2 separate regions of the Zea mays genome follow, and region 1 is linked to region 2. A link is a contact called in public Hi-C data. All regions are on one chromosome and are shown on one strand. The core of a region is the stretch at or near the end of the contact, and the rest is flanking DNA. Distances in the headings are between cores, read along the strand shown.

Region 1 (5,887 bases), core at 2,959-5,458, 310 kb before region 2:
TTATGCCAGATTTATTACACAACTAACACGACAACCCCAATTTCATTAATCTTCTTAGATCATGTATCCTCCAATCTCCATGCTGCATGGAATACTTCAAATCAGCTTAATTGCAAACTTTTCCAGGTACCCCATCAATGAACTTGCTTACCCCTTAGTAATTAAGTATACCAAGGTACAGATTTACCATGCTCACACATGAAAAAGACAGAGCACAGTAGTTGAGACCAAAAGGTAAATACTTACTGTACAACCGAACGGTTTGGGACAGCCTTCAAAAAACATGAGGTTCTTCAGCATTTTCTTCCCACCTTCCCCAGCGGTTCCATGCTCTTCAACATACTTCTCTACATGGAATAAATCACAGCGTCCAAGCTTCTCGGATGACAAACAATCAATTGAGGGAACTATATGAGCACCAGTGCAACGTGATATCCTTTCCAGCAGTGGCCTTTTGATATTCAGAACAAGGGAGATATTTTTCTCTAGAAATAAATCCTGAGCATAACGAGACACAGATTTCTCTACCAATACAACACTTGGTTGGTGTGCTTTGATCTTCGCAACAGCCATTTTCAAATAATCTGTTTCCTGGAGTTAAAAAACTGTGAGAATGCATCACAGCAGCTGTCTATAGCCTTGTTGGTGTCCTTTTTGTTTACAACATAAGCGTGAATAAACTGGAATTTACAGGTAATACCTGCTGCAGTAAAGTATCAAAACTTGAAAGCAAATTTGATACACGCTGATATTCGAGTGCACCACCAAGAATCAAGATTGGAGGCTTTTCCTTTTTTGATGACATACGCCGGTGAGCAACATTCTTCTTACAAACAACTCCTTTTACAACGAAACTGCAAATAAAGGAAGATGTATAAAACCAAAAAAAAGAACTGGTGGAAACCAAAGAAATGCACAGATAAATACAGTATGAAACTCAAAACGTAATAGATCAATAAAACAAAGAAAGTTCACATCAAGTGTCATCAACTATGTCTTTCTAGTATGAATTACAAAGCTTCAGTTTCAATTAACTTAAGGTTATGGATGCTCAAGCATATTGATGTAAAATCATAAAGGCATATGAAGGTAAATAGTGATGCATGGAAATTGGAAAATAGATTTGTTTACCTTTCACTTGGGTGACCACAAGCTAAGCATTTCACCTTAACATAGCCACCAGGGTCCATCTGACCGCCTTTGCTGGTGGTATCTGGCTTCAAAAGAGATGCAGCTTCCCAAGACAGAGAAGTAACTATATCTAGCCAACTTTCTTTGCCACTCCCATCAACTAATGGTACCTTTTCAGCCTGAAGAAGTTGAGAAACTAACGCCCGAAAGTGGCCATCAACTATGTCTTTCATGGCTTTCTTGTGTTCCTCAGCTGACTTATCTCTACTTCGACAGTGCCCACTGCCAAAGCTGTTTGTGCGTAGATATCCCCACTCTCCTGTAGCATCCACCCCCTCATCATCATCATGTTCACCATCGTGATCATCCTCTCCGTCCTCGGGTTCTGGAGCTACCCAAAGTAAGCTATTGTTTTCAAAGTCTACGGGCTCATTATCTAGCACTTCCATGCTATACATGGAAGAAGACCGAGCATTACAGCACTCATCAACGTTATGATCTTCATTCTTATCTGCTCCCAAAGAATCAACTAGGGTTGTCAATTTTTTCCTTGGGGATGTAGATTCTTTTGCGTCATCACTACAGCTAACATGATGTCCATCAAAATACATAGGTCCATAATATTTATCAGAATTTTGCATGTGCTGCTCTTCCAAATCTGAACGGAAAACTGTGTAATCATCATCTTCGTCGTCACTCCTAACACAAAGTAAATGTTATTTAACAACACAAATGCAACTTGGGATTCAAATAAATTCCTATGATCTATATTACCATTCATTAGAGCTATTAGGGATAAATCAGATAATGCAAGAAATGAAATTCTCATTGCAATGTAACGCCATGAATTTAGCTAAATCACTGTTCTTCCAAAGAATAGGCACATTCCTTGGCAAAATGAAGTAAACACACAATAGATATGATGAACCAAACTGAGTATATTTCATTTGAAGGAGTGGATACCTGATAAGGACAATGTAAAGCTCTTAACATCAACACCTCACAGACTGCGTGGATCGGTGGATGAATCAAGTGAATAAAGAGAAGGAGTGTTTTTTGTACAAGTTTGCTCATGACTAGGGAGCAGGACTAGGCAGCAGGTGTCTGGTTCCAATTGAAGTGGAGGACATGCTGGTGAACTGTTCCAATATGGAGAAAGCTTTGGAACGAGGGAAGCAGTTGAGTCTAGTTCAACTCAAGGCGGATTGGAAGGTGTGTTTTTTGCCTTTTCTGTTTCTGTGGGTGCTTGATGTTCCTTTGTCTGTGGGAATTTTTGTTTCTGATATTCTCTGCATGTTGTAACTGATATGATCTTGGTTAATCTAAGGCAGGGGCTAGGCCCCCAAATTCTAAAAGAAACTTGAGATTGGGCCCTAGGAGTTAGTGCAGCTCCAAATAATGGTAGAATCCTAAAGTTTGAGGTAATGTACTTAAAAGGCCCTGATACCAATACCAAAGTGGACAAGCACTTTCGAAACAACATATCCAAAAGCTGCAAATACCAGGACTTGCTATGTCCAAGCATCCACAGAAAAAAAATCTTGTGGCTCAACAAGTCTCCTGATACATGCTGGCCTAGGAGCACATGACAGAACTCAGAAACCAGAAAGCATATATGCTGGTACAAATAACAGTTATGTACTTAAAATTTTAGCTAATAGTCGCTGAGGGTAGAGATGAACCTGATGCAAAAGAATATCCAAAGGGTTCAAAAACAGATATTTCTATGTTAAAGAATCCACAAAGAAAATATTATGGCTCAACTAGTAATTAAACATTGTCCTACACCTCTACCCCCAAGACATATATAACATGCAACAGCATCTCACAAGCAGGGATCCAAGCTCCTAATCAGTCAATCAATGCTTGTGTAAACTTATATTAAAAAGTAACATTTCTTATCAATAGAACTGAGACAAATTAGGTTCCAATTTCTTAAATGACAAAGCACGAATCATGGAAAAGCCTTACCTCTGCAAGCAAAAGTTGAATCGATCAGACGAGTTATCAGCGTAAGCTGCAGGCTCCATGGTTGGAGCGGGGTCCATAGCAGGCTGCTGCTCCTCACGATAGCCGTCATCCTCGCCGCAGTTGCCCTCTCCATGGACCGGAAATTCGGAGTAGCTAATATTCGCATAAGACGACATTTGCCCATTCGTCCCAGTGAAGCTGGACTTGTCACTGCAAACACTAGCGGCAGACAGAGACGGGCTAGACGGCTGTTGCCCTGCAGCGGCCCCCCGCGCTGCGGGTTCCTCCTCCATCCAGCGCTTAAAGCAGTAATTGCAGACCCTAATCCTCTCGCCGTCCTCCCTCGCGGCGTCCCCCGGCGAGCGGGGCACAGAGTTAGCCGTGCACCGGGCGCAGAACACACGGCCGCAGTGCCGGCAATGGTGGCGCCGATTCAGAATGGTGAACTGCGCGTCGCAGTCGTAACACACGCGGCAGCTCTGGTCCGGCATCCAGAAGTCCCTCGACAAGTCATGCGGCAGCGGCTGCCCAGCCGCCGCGTCCGACTGCAACGCGGGCGGCGGAGAGTGGTCGCCCCGCCGCGGCATCCACGACTTCACCGCACCGAACAACTCCACGAGCCGCCCATCCGGCGATCCCATCATCCGCGCCACGCTTACCACCGCCACCGCCAGCAGCCCCGCCCCTCATGCTCAATCCGGCGACGCCTCAATCCGCATAGCTAGCTTTCCCCAGAGCCAAAACAATTCCACCTCCGCGCCGCAATCCGCCCACCAGATCAGATCACTAACACCAGCGGTGGCGGCGGCAGTAGCAGCAGCGGAAGCAACTCACAACCTCGACGGATTGGGCACCAACGCTCCGAACTCGCCGCGAAGAACACGGCGCGGCTGAGATCGAAGAGCAAAGCCTTGGAATCGCGGGAGGGGAACTAATTTGGCCTATATAAGAAAAAAAGAGGTTAATAACTTCGGCTGAGATTAGGAGGGCTGAGGGTTCCAGAAGGGCGCCAGTGGAGCACGGGAGGCTGGAGGGTGCGGGTTCACGGGGACGGAGATAGAAAGGGAGAGAGGAGATTGATAACTGACGCGTTTTCCATTTTTTTCGAAACTTTATCTTGATTTGGATTTACATGTTTTCATTTTATTCCTTCTGCTTTTAGTTGCTTTTTTGTGCGCCACCGGCTCTACCTATTTCGACTTTTCGAGTTTCACTATCCTTTGTTTTTATTTGGTTTCATTCCACGCTATATCGTGAATTTCCTTTGGGGCATAATAATTAATAAATGAATTAACTCAAAGAAAAATAATATTATAGGACACATTTGCACTGTAAGAGCATCTCCAACAATACCTCAAACTAGTGCTTCAAATTAAAATATAGGGCTCTACAGTAAACACTACTTCAATGGTGTCTTATTTTCTAAAATTTTATCAAAACTTATAGGACACCCTCTCAAGTGTATCAAATATACTATACCTTAGTGGGCTACCCTATAATTTAGAATTAGAGCTTTACTATTATAGTAGAATATTTTATTGGTGTCTTAAAAATATAAAATATATTTATTTTTAAATTATAATGTATTTATATAGAACCTTTTGTTGAAGATGCTCAGTGACGACAGTGTTGTTATTATTTTTGTTGCCACGCCAAGACTGCGGACTCCAGTTATTTCTGCGCGGGCGTTGTTCCATATTTTACATGTTCTTATATTATTATTGTTGGGACCATGCTTCGTCGCCGAAGGTCCTGCGGAAAGAAACAGCTTCGGCTGAAGCTGCTTGTACGTGATGCCAAAGGTACCATTCATGAAGCTTCAGTATTACAGCATATTCGAAGATGAAGGGTCGAACCAACTTAAAGATAGAATGACCTTTTAGTCTATAAGGGTCTGAGTCAACGTTGTAAACTTTTATGAGGGGCATGATTGTAATTCCTGACAGGTTGTGTCCTGTGCCTATAAATAGTGAACAGTATTCCTTTACTGTTCACGCATTCCTGTAATTGCAAACGCATCACTCGGGAATTATTGTTTATCAAGGCAAAGGTATAAATGTACCTAAATATTATGTTCAAACATCTTAGATTCATATAATAAGATATATAAATGATGTCATTTATTTCCGATGTATTTATTTTTAATGTTTCACATTTTATATTACCTTGTATTATTTTTGTAAATTTAATTACGAAGGCGCTCGTGGTCTTCGTCCGAAGTTCATTAAATCCTTGGGGAGATAATGCTTCAGCGGACGAAGGGCATTGATATTTAACATTTTATGTTGCCTTGTTCTTAATTCATAGCATTCGAGAACAAGTCCCCAACATTGGCGCTCACCTCCGGTGAACTCACTTCCACTTTCCTGAATCAATGGCTTTGTTCAAGAACCAAGCTGGAACTGCTTCGGCTCCGAAGCTGATTCTCCCGATAACAGGCGGTTCATGTTCAGAGCCGGCTAACAAGAAACAGAAGAAGGAGGCACAGAGAAGAGTACAACATGTAGGGGTACAATGACCCTTCATCAAGTCAAGATGGTCTCACATTCCAATTACCTTCTCTTAAGAGGATCTTCAGCTCAAGGATTACCCACACAACGATGCTATGGTTATCTCTTGTGTGATCAAAGGATTTCTGGTTCATAATGTTTTGGTTGATACAGGCAGCAGCTGATATCATATTTTCTAAGGCCTTCAGACAGATGCAAGAGCCCGAAGACAAGATCCATGATGCCACACATCCCCTTTGTGGCTTCGGAGGAAGGCAGATTGTAGCACTTGGAAA
Region 2 (5,303 bases), core at 2,472-4,971:
TTTACAAATTGTTTGAGTCTATCTAAGTCTATCATCTTTTACTGCGTGCGTGCGACCTACTCTTCTAGTGTTCGGTTGCTTTCGTCCGAGTTATCTGCCGAATAGTTCGCTATCGGGTCACGTGCGGGACGCGCCTCAGAATCCCAACGATACTTCTACAATAAACGTGCACAGATAGCATTCTTGCACCATATTCTTCGGGACTGCTTCCCACTTAGTGTGTCATCTCTTTGGTAGTTTTTGTTTCGCCTGGATGCGGCTCGATAATACACCCTGTTGGATGACTAATCGGGGGCCTACCAGACGACCCATGGAACGTATACATGTTACAATGACCCATGGGATATCTATCTCCCACAACCTCAATCTATTTTCCTTAAAACCACCCACTTTTTATGATTGACGACAACATGACGAGAGCAAGTAAATAATAAATAGTTGTTGGGTCCTGATAGGTGGACCCAGACACTCGAGGGACAAAGTAAGAGGAATGATGCATTACAAAACGTTAGGTATACAATTGTGCCCCTAGTTACCAACCACATTCTTGGAATATGTTGTGCAACAGGGTAATTACAGGGTGGTGGCTTGAATAGGCCAGGTGCACCAAAATGCCTACCTGTCACCCACTCTGGAAGGTGGACCCGAGGGGGCGCTTTACATGTTTTAAGCATTTGATCTGTCCTAGATTTTGCCTCCATCTCTGTGGAGCCTTCGATTTGATGGCATGAACTCTCTGTCTCCACCCTTCTACTCCACGCTGGAGGGGTCTGAATGGTTGAGCCCCATGTCTTTGTCAATGCAGCACTGGCCTTCGATCCCCGCGAGCCCTCATATGGGTCATCCCTTCAATATTGTTGCCGGACTCTAGGGGCTGAAGTCCCCTATGGTGGTGCCCACTTGGCGAAGTCTGCAATTGTATCGAGCATGTGTCCAGACAAATGTTAGCCTTCACCATGGGACAAGGTCAAAAGAAGGGTCGATCAGGGTCTGGTTCAGTCTTCGTCCCAACATTAGCCTTCCGAGGGTGAGACCTAGTCTGATGAGTCGATCCCGAAGTCTCCGATGAATGGGACGAATGCTGCCCTAGATCATCAATTGAGCTGACCTAGGGGGAGGTGACTAGCAGATGTGGCTGTTGATGTGGACCGTCGGCACTGTTCATATTTTTTCTTTTTTACTTGATTATAAAAGGGGTGAGCGGGGTCGACGTTGCGTGCTCCCACTACGTCACTTTCATGCCTCATCTCTCTCTTCCGTTGCTATGGTTCTTGCACTTCGTTTCCTCCGTCGTTGTTGTTGGTTGCCGACGATCGCCGCCGACGTGCGCTCCACTGTTGGCTCGAGTGAAAACTGTCGCGCGTCGTCGTCCCAAGTACACCGTCTTTGAGCGGAAGTAGTCTTTCTGATTCTTCTCCACCGCCATCCGCTGTCGATTCATCTTCCGAGAGGGTGGGCCCAGCCATTGGGCAGGATCTAGGAAATTATGACTTGGATCGGTCTTCACTTTTGTTGTCAAGGGTGAAGGAGTTGGAGGAGCTGGGCTGCTTCCCCGCAGGAGCTTGCAGGGCTGCGAGGTCTAAGACCGTGCCACAGTTAGAGGGGAGATAGTAATCTTCGAAGACTTTTTAATGCTAGACTTCTGTTCTCGTGTCATCAACTTTTGATTGACATGTTGGATAAGTTCAAGATGCAGTTGCATCAATTGACTCCGAATGCGATTGTGGCGATTAGCAAGTTTGTGTGGGCAGTTACCACCTATGGAGGGACTCCGTCCGTGGAGGTTTTCGCAAAGCATTATTGCTTGCATTGGCAGAAAAGGTCGTGGACGATCGTGTTAGTCAGTTTGGGAGTTGCACGTTCATGCCTAAGACTAGGAAGACGAAGGGCAAGGTGACTGAATTGGACCCTTGCACAAAAAATCGATGGGGCGGGTAGACAGACAATTGGTTCTATGTCTGGTGCTTGGATGTCGAGGGCTAGCCGTGTCCTAACTCGATGTCTCCCTTCGACTATGAAGCCTTTCCTCGCTTTGATGTTGCAGAGGGGGGCCAAGATGACAAGATTTTTGGTCACACCTATCGCTAGTAGTGATCAAGACCTTGTCGAAGAGTACATGGCATGTAGAGTGTGGCCGTTGGGGCACATCTGGTCAGTTGGCCTGGTGGAGCACAACAGTTTTCCTGGGTTTGCAAGGCAGCTACTTAGTCCACCCTTCGCGGTTGATTTGTGTGGCCGGTCAGGTGGGGTTATTATGAAGGAGATCGAGGAGGCTGAAAATTGGTTGGGCCTGTGACGGAGCAGGAGCTAGAGAGGAGTTTGGAGATCCGAAAGAATAAAGTTGGGGTCAATCGGGTTTTCAGCATACTTGGGCTGAGTTATGACGTGCACAAGGTTCGCCCGAAGAGGGGAAAACGTCGAAGAGTATGCCAAAGGCCAAATGGGCTCAAGTACAATCCCACATGCACGTCGACGTCCCAAGTGAGAGTGAAGACAATATTGATGTGCAGGTGCTATTCGCCGCAGAGCTGTTGGAGACCTGTGCTTCGGGTCTGGCTCACTGCATGGCATTTAAGGTGGTGATGGCTCCGACTTCGCAGAGGAGGTGAAAATGGTAGGTTAGGGAAGGATCTAGTTCCTATAAAAGTTGGTTCTGGGAGCGCTAAACAGTAGGTTGTTAGGGATGTGCTCCGGCTTTTGGGAGCAAAGATGTTGCGCTAGCTCGAGGGGCGAGGTTTTTTCAAGTGTACCCGCACTTGTATAACATTTTAGGTATTATTTTAGCTGCCAAGAATCCTAAAGGTAAATCTTCGGATCCCATTTATGTGGTCGTGGACATGATGGGGTGCTTAAAGAAGAGGAAGGCCTCGGTCTTATGCCATCTCCAGGAGGCCATGTAAACGGCCGTGCAAAGTACTGTAAATTGTATTGTTTGTAAAACGAAGTTTGAAATAGAAAATGTGATAGAGTGTGATAAGGGGCGGGTTCTGTCCCATGCGTTGTCCATTAGTGACTTGACGCCTCGGATGTTGCCCTTCGTCCTGGCGATGTACACCGGCAACAAGGATCGGCGAGCTGGAGAACAATCTGGACGCTGGATACACACACGATCACACACACTGGACACCGACAGGAGAATTTTGGTGCTGCTGAACACTTGCAGCGTTTTCTGTCTATTGACTATATTAAGAAAAGTTCAGACTGACTACAATAAGGCCGGCTGCCTTAGCGCGTGATTGACGCGTCCATCCCCACGTCTACGCTAAGACCGGTAACTAACCCCCCATTACTACTCCCACATGAACGCATCACTGAAGAATTGAATCAGCTCACATGTGGGTTGACTGGACACTAGAAAAACTGAACCTGAAACTCTAATGACCTAATTGGTTACCCGCACGCACCATCTAAGATTTTATTTGAATTTATGTTTGGTTGAGGAGTTAAAACCTGCATAAATAGATGTAAAATAAGTCATTTTGATACTATTAAACTACATCCACTTATACGTTTAAAATTATCGTATCTGGCTGGACAGAACGACGCCAGCCTGCGCATTGACGCGCGGTCATTAATCGAACCAAACGACATCACACGTTGGAAGCAGCGCAAGGATTTATTCAATATCGGATATGGGGGCTTGCCCTGGGCTTGATCGGAGGCTGCAGCTGTGACAAGTACGGGGTGCCGCACACCTCACCCTCTCGGGACCCTATGTGGTGGTGGTGGACGTCAGCCTGGAGGGCAACCTGACTCTGAGCGGCCGGCAGATGTACGGTGGATATGGACCAGCCCAGGATGATCGGCAAAGGTCGCTAGCATGCTCGGTTAGAGTGTGTAGCTTCATGAGCGTGGGCTGGACGTTCCGTGGCAAGCAGGCGATAGATCATGGCCATCGGCGACCGCCGCTGACGTAGAGCCCGACAAGGAGACGCTGGAGAAGATTGGGGCCATTCCGGCTATCAAGGAGTTGGTTTTCCTCAAGCTGTGATGGATAACGAGTTTTCTGTAGGATTGATATACTTGATAATACGAACTGAACTTGGGGTTTGACGTCTGATGTTCAAGAGGAGGTGGAACGCCATCATCCGCGGGGTCTGTCTCTGTTTGTTTGAGGGCCTTTGCAATTTTTACGCCGAGAACAGGGTCGTTCCTGATAAGGCCCCAATATTATAAGTATTATTTTTACTATTATATATTTGGAACTTATAATTCAATGTATCAAAAAATGAGCGCTAAAAAAGAAGTCAGATCATTACCTCAAATATATTATAGATCATCTTAAAAATGTCTTCTAACATTTCTTGATGCAAAATCATCAATGATAGCTTTAATATTAATATCATCTAACAAATTCTTCTCAATACATAAAGTTGCTAGCATACTTCTTAGAAGGCATAATATCAATGACAATCTACAAGGAATCAATAGAATAAATTAATTCGTGTAATTTGTTAAGCATAATTACTTGCTAAAGCAATTAAAAACTATAGCCTTGCCTGACAATGGTAGCCTGATCGGCTGAGGTCTGAGGGCTGATTCGTTGTTCCCTGACTGGCTGATCCTGTTGCCCTGCGTTGTGAATATGTACTCCCTAGCGCGTATATGTATTTACACTGTGTCCGTCCGCCGTCTCGCGTGTGTTGTTTATGTGCCTCCATGTTCCTGAGTTTGGCGCCAGCCTACAGCTGTATATGGGGTGGGGCCCCTGGGATCTGGGGTCCAGGTCGGTTGGCCCGCTTGCCCTGCCCCAGGCACAGGCCTGCAGGAGAAGGAAGTAGTAATATATAAGACAGTCTATGGCAGTTCGTCTACATGGTCACCTAAAATATTGTTTCGCACTGTTTTACACTGTATAATGCATAGTTCGTAGAGGAGAGTTTGAATATAGAGATGAGAATAATTATGGTGCTGATCCCATATTAACTAGGCAGGTGTGAGAAGTTAGGTTGGCACAGTAGGTTATTGTCTGTTGTATCCATCGTCATCACCATAGGTATGGGTCGAAACCCTCGACTCGGCTCGTTGCGGAGCCGAGCTCGGCTCGCTTCCTTAAAAATTAGTTTAGCTCGATTCGCTACCGGTCCGTCGAGTCAACAAGCTTGACTATATAAGTGTGAACCCGTCCTCCGGGTCATAATATAAAATCTCAAATAATAATTTAAATATCATATTCTAAATTAATACGGTAATTTTATACAGTAATCTATGTTAACATAAATTGTCTATTTAGTACTAATACAACATGCTAATTAAGATATTACGTAATAAATTATTATTGGATGAACCCACGAACCGACTCA

Evidence for each region. Hi-C and Micro-C count contacts between places; a contact is called where the count stands out from the background.
Region 1: a contact with region 2 is called in a Hi-C map of ear, with 2.1 times the contacts expected there. The contact joins the promoter of LOC103653328 here to the enhancer-like site in region 2. A contact is called at or near these places in 5 of 25 Hi-C or Micro-C datasets (bundle sheath, ear, endosperm and 2 more).

What each region holds. Positions count from the first base shown.
Region 1 is chr4:65,326,958-65,332,844 of Zm-B73-REFERENCE-NAM-5.0, reverse strand. It overlaps LOC103653328 (1-phosphatidylinositol-3-phosphate 5-kinase FAB1B), which reads right to left and starts at 4,208. Exons shown (of 11, transcript XM_008680260.3): 1 at 3,103-4,208; 2 at 1,132-1,830; 3 at 701-854; 4 at 247-591. The coding sequence starts at 3,746.
Region 2 is chr4:65,016,614-65,021,916 of Zm-B73-REFERENCE-NAM-5.0, reverse strand. No RefSeq gene overlaps it. Among protein-coding and RNA genes, the nearest start is that of LOC103653322, 4.8 kb to the right of the region's middle. Within about 2 kb of position 3,721, at least 7 of the 20 cell types and tissues checked have an H3K27ac peak or open chromatin away from gene starts, as enhancers often do. A contact at or near this core is called in ear, where this site is marked.